Linked DNA regions of Mus musculus: region 1 is linked to region 2. Evidence: chromatin contacts called from public Hi-C data. All regions are on one chromosome and are shown on one strand. Each heading gives the region's core, a stretch centred on a gene start, on an enhancer-like site or on the middle of the called end of the contact. The rest is flanking DNA. Distances are from core to core; before and after follow the strand shown.

The links. Hi-C and Micro-C count contacts between places; a contact is called where the count stands out from the background.
Region 1: a contact with region 2 is called in a Hi-C map of liver, with 3 times the contacts expected there. The contact joins two enhancer-like sites. A contact is called at or near these places in 5 of 484 Hi-C or Micro-C datasets (the 3T3-L1 cell line, embryonic fibroblasts and liver), 1 of 115 datasets of contacts at active chromatin or transcription factors (liver) and 1 of 9 other capture datasets (embryonic tail).

Annotation. Positions count from the first base shown.
Region 1 is chr2:114,802,826-114,805,525 of GRCm38.p6, reverse strand. No RefSeq gene overlaps it. Among named protein-coding and RNA genes, the nearest start is that of Gm13974, 50 kb to the left of the region's middle. Within about 2 kb of position 1,400, at least 4 of the 459 cell types and tissues checked have an H3K27ac peak or open chromatin away from gene starts, as enhancers often do. A contact at or near this core is called in liver, where this site is marked.
Region 2 is chr2:114,620,915-114,623,614 of GRCm38.p6, reverse strand. The region is part of intron 3 of Dph6 (diphthamine biosynthesis 6); the gene reads left to right. Among named protein-coding and RNA genes, the nearest start is that of Dph6, 33 kb to the left of the region's middle. Within about 2 kb of position 1,329, at least 31 of the 459 cell types and tissues checked have an H3K27ac peak or open chromatin away from gene starts, as enhancers often do. A contact at or near this core is called in liver, where this site is marked.

The sequences.
Region 1 (2,700 bases), core at 151-2,650, 180 kb before region 2:
GTCTTCATTTACTTGGCTATTCACTTGCTAATTCTGGCTTTGCTCGTTGTCAAAGCAATGCCACCATCCTCAAGTACACACAATTCAATTTCTAGGCATGATTTTTGCATATGCAAAGTCAAATAAACAAAGACAGCATAAAATTAGGGGCAAATTCATTGGGAAAACCAAAAACTCAGAAAACTAGTTTTTTTGTTTTGTTTTGTTTTGTTTAACTTAATATCCCTTGACTAATTTCTGTGTTAGAATCATAATGCCTAAAAATAGAATTTTGTTGGGCTGTATTTGAAAGAAAGTTGATAATCTCATTATGAGTCAAAATTATACCTCTGAAATGTTCTGTGTGTATGTATATATGTATGTATACTCAGACAATATGCATACATACTTACTCTCATTCTCTCTGTGTGTGTATACACAGAAAACACACACATACAAACACATACACACATACACACACACACACACACACACACACACACACACACACACACACACACACTCATGAGCATATGCCCCTACCATTTTATACCAGAAAATGTACTGCAGAGTAGTATCCAACACTAAAACATGACAGCACATAGTATTAACTATAAACTAGTTCAGGGAGTCACAGAGATGAGTTGTTAGAAGCAGAAAAGCTCTCTGAGAAGTCCTTAAAGAAGCATCTTTGTTTAACAAGGATTTTCAAGGGACAAACAGACTAACTTTCACCCATTGCAAAGCTGCCACTGCAGTCAAGTGTCTAGGGAAGATTTTGATCTGCTTCTTATTTGTCTTGCTTCTTTGTTCTGGCATCCCACCACCTCTTACGCCTTGTTTTAAAGATACAATATTGCTTTGAAAAGGGAAATGAACCTTTATGACCTTAAAACATACGTGCTGTGCTAATTTTCCCTTTACTGAATGCTTAGCTATACTAATATTAGATTGTGCAGTGTTCGACTACCTACACAGTTCATTTCATGAAATGAATCTGGCTGTCAGCCAAGCTCTCACCTCTTCTTTTCATGAAAGAAAAAGAAGAAGAAGAAGAAGAAGAAGAAGAAGAAGAAGAAGAAGAAGAAGAAGAAGAAGAAGAAGAAGAAGAAGAAGAAGAAGAAGAAGAAGAAGAAGAAGAAGAAAACATATGTGATGGGGAAGAAAAAAGGAAGGTGAGAGGAGAGAATGGAGAAAAATGTCCTGGCTAACAAAGCCTGCATTCCCTAGATACCATGGCCTTGCCCTTCTCTGTAAGTATTCTCTTAGGTAAACCAGTCCCAGGTGGTACAATGACAGGGTCAGCAAGTGCTATTTTTTAAACTTGTGTGAAAATTCATTTTGCCTTCCATCCTATTCTCTGGGCACTCAGGCAATGCAATCATCAGTCTCTGGTGCCAAGTGTAAACAGGACATCCTTTCAGATAGGGAGGTCCAGCTGGCGAGAACACACAACCTCTGCCTTTTGCCCTGTTTGGGAAATCGACCCCATTCGTTTCACAGAGAGATGCTGGAACAGGGGAAATTCACTTTCTTATGTGTGCTATAAACAAAACTTTGTGAACATCTTTTCATCCCCCTTGTTGGGTGTGTTCCTTGTCATCTCTGAATTCTTCTTGTGTCACAGCAACACCTGCAGACCAAAATTATCTAAGTGGTTATGATCTGTCACAGTCTTCATTCACTGGGGAAAGGTTATGTCTTTTGGTTTAGGGGGGACTCACAGAGTATGAAGGGCAGAAGGACATCTGAGATCTCATCCAGTACAATTTTCTGATTTCGCAGATAATAACAGAAATTGAAAAATGAAGGAAAGACCCAGCTTTTGATGTTCAGATAGATTGTTACCCTTGGTCCTCTTAGCAGCAGGTGGGTCATAAACAAAAATGATGAAGCTTCTCTACCTACACAGACATATTTTTATCATTTCTCTGCATACAGGTAAAAAAAAAAACAAAGAAAAACAAACAAGCAAACAAACACCCAAGGCTCATTGTGGTAGGTACAAGTTAGAAGCAATGTAGAAATTTAGAGGTAAAAGGCATCTGTGAGAAATGAAGTCAGGAAGTGCTTTCTGGAACGGACTGTTCTCATGGTGCCGCCCATTCATGTTGACAGAGCAGAGGAAATGCTCTCAGATGTCTAAGAATGACTGATCCCAGCCCAGGTCAATAACAATTACTTTTATGTCTACTGTCATTTATTTTCTTCTCTTCCACTTTGTTCTCTCATACACCCTACTCTATTTCGCCCCACTTCAGCCTCTATGAGACTACTTTTGGGCATCTGGCCTACTCAATTGAATACCTCTTTAGAAATTGCTTACAGAATAGGTTTCCAGCAGGTTGACCCTCCTTACTTCATGTTTTCAGTCACAGGACCGATGTGCACAAGGAGTGGAAATGATTAAAGCATTCAGGATCCAATCGCTAGTCCCAGGCATTTGGGATTAGGTGATAAAGGAGTTCCGTTCATCTCCATAGTCAACTGGAAAGAATGCTTCACAATGATCTACAGTAGCCACAAACATCAGAGATAGAGTATCCCCTGGCTGTCTTATCCTAGAATGAGTTTGACCCCTTTGGAAGGTCAGGCTGTATTTTGCTCTCTAGCTAATTATGTCTGTCCTTTCATAATAAATCCCTCAAATCTATGCTGTTTTCATTGATGGAAAACAGAATCGTAATTAAAAGTCAGATCTTAGACCTGAATATTTTCCTA
Region 2 (2,700 bases), core at 80-2,579:
GTGTTAATCTCCCTGGACATTGGAGAGTAACAGAGGTGTGTTATGTAGTGAGTGGCTTTTCTAGGGAAATTTGGATTTTATAGTAGAGGTCCAAGCTTTATGATAGTACCTGTGTACATGGTGATGTATGGACCATGGTGTGCTGGTGATGTGTTTGGTGTGTATTAAAGGATTATCTTCTTGTCTCCTTTTGCATATTATCTCTAGTTTCTTGGGGCATGACATTACCATTCTCATAACTAGTGAATAATTCGAGATACTAGTTTTTAATTATCCAAATGAAATATTTTTTATGTTATTGGTGGTATCAAAAAATTAAATCTGGCTAAATAAGGAAGTATAAAAAAATTTAAATGGTGATATAATATGAAGCTTTATATCATGTATACTAGGTTTATTGTATATATTGAAAGCATAGGTATAAAACAATTGGTACTGCTTATAATTGAATTTAGTGCCAAAAAATTGTGACAGAAATGATGTGAATTTTTATTTCCTAGGTTTGTAAGTACTGTGGGTAACACTGGCACTGTTGTCCAGTAGATGTTTTTGAGAAAAACTTGTGTTTTAAAATTATGTTCTGTATTTGTATATTCCTGTGTAATAAAATGTTTTAAAAGGTAAGGATTTCAGTTCTCAGTTTTTGCTTTTTTCCCAGTGTTTACTTTCACGTGAGAATGATTGATCTGTAGCTGTCATTTTACCCAAAGAGGGGACAAATGCAATTGGCCTTTTAGACAAAAGTATGCAAACAGGCTGCATTCTTTTCCTGATAGAATTATGGAAGGATTGCAGGAGGTGCCACACTCCTTTTGGTATTGACTGTGAGGAGGGCTCTGCAGTGGGTGCTGTTTGCAGTGGATAAGGAGGCGCTATGATTAGTTCCCTTTCTTGGGAAAGCACTACAAAGGGAAATGAAAGGAGCCTGCTCTGTTCTCAGCCTGACACTTGTTTTTGTTAAGTTTTTCCCCTTATTGAAGTCCAGTCTCTTAGAAAAAAATATACTTTTGGTTTTTTCCCTTTATATTAAGCTTAGTAGATTTCCATTCCGTTTGACCCTTTAGAGAAATTATAGAATGTTTTTTTCTTAAGGCTTCTATTGTAAAGCGTCAAAGCTGGTGCAACAGTGCCCTCTGTAGTCTTTTAGGCTCAGAGAGAGATGTGGATGAATTTGCAGTGTCAGGTAAAGAGCAAGATATTTAAATTTAACCCCCCCCCCCCAAAAAAAAACCCACCACCACAACCAACAACAACAACAAAGAAACCTACAACAACCAAGAGGTCCCTTTTTCCTAAGCAGACATTCTTGTTTTTCACTATTGGCTTAACATTAGACAAAGGGAACAAAAGACCATTCTGAGTTTTCATGTAGAATTATGGGCTACCTCTTGTTGCTAACCCAGTTTTATCAGACATTAATCAGAGTAATTTGAGATAGAAGGAATCTTACAAGCTGTACGGCCTCTTCGTGAAATACCTTTTTTGAGGTTGAACTCCAATAAGAGTATTTAAAAAAATTTAATTCTTTGTACTTGCTTCTTAATTAGAATCTTAGTGGGCTGCCTAGAACTTAACTTTTACTTGTTCTGGAATTGGATAACCAAAGCTTTATACATGAGATTATTTAAATTCAAACCGAGGCAGTTACATAATGACTAAAGTATTTTTCATTCATTAGCATTGATTTAAATTGTAGATTTCCCGTTCTCCCTTTGGTTAAGTATTTGGTATTTGATTGTACTTGTCTGAGTGGATAGCCAAGTCTATCATTGTGAAACAGAACTAAATATGTGAATTTTATAATTGATTATAAAAGCAGAGATCATGTTTAACATTTTTAGAAGATAAATATTTCAGCTTGAATTTATTATACTTCTAAAGGTTCTTTAATAAATAGCCAATCAACCTACATCCTATATTCTGTAATTTTCACTAAACAGCATGTTAAACAGAATTCCAAATATCTGAACCTGATTTGTTTTTTTCCCCTTGTTTTTTGATTTTTTTTTTAAATCTGTAAAATGGGACTAGCTTATCCTTTGAGAGTTTTGTAAAGGATTAGAGATACTGTGTATAGGTTGTGCAGGCACTTTCAATTTTTCAAATTGTAATTTTCAAATTTCATAGAGCAAAAGTAAATTACTTTGTTTAATAGGAAGACATTTCAGTATGAAATCTAGAGCACACTTAATGCGCACTGTTTTAACACCCCTCTCTTGAAACTTCTGGTGACTTATGTGAATCTGAAACTTGGCACAGAATTCCTTGAAAATGTGGAGTGGCAAAATTACATGTGCATTGACTTTCAACTCCCTACAAATGCCATTTTCAAACATCTTAGACTAGCATCTTTATCAACTAAATCTTAGTAGCTGTTCACATACTTAGCAGTATGCAAATGCTGATGATAAACTTTGGGAGTAATCCCAAGGATACCTTCCCCTCAATAAACATTTGTTTACCACTAACCAGGAACAATACAATAGGTAAAGTAGATGAAAGTGTTTTGTCTGCTTAAAGTGTCTGCTTGAGGGAGTGCCTAGGGCCTCTTCCTTGAAAGAACTGAGTTAGAAAGCACAGGTCCTCTCCTTTGTGCCTTTGGATGGCTAATACACTTTCTGTTTTCTATAAGTCTTTCAATTTCTGCCAGGTAATATTGTACCAGGCACTTAAAAGACAGTCAGTTAAAGGATACAGCAT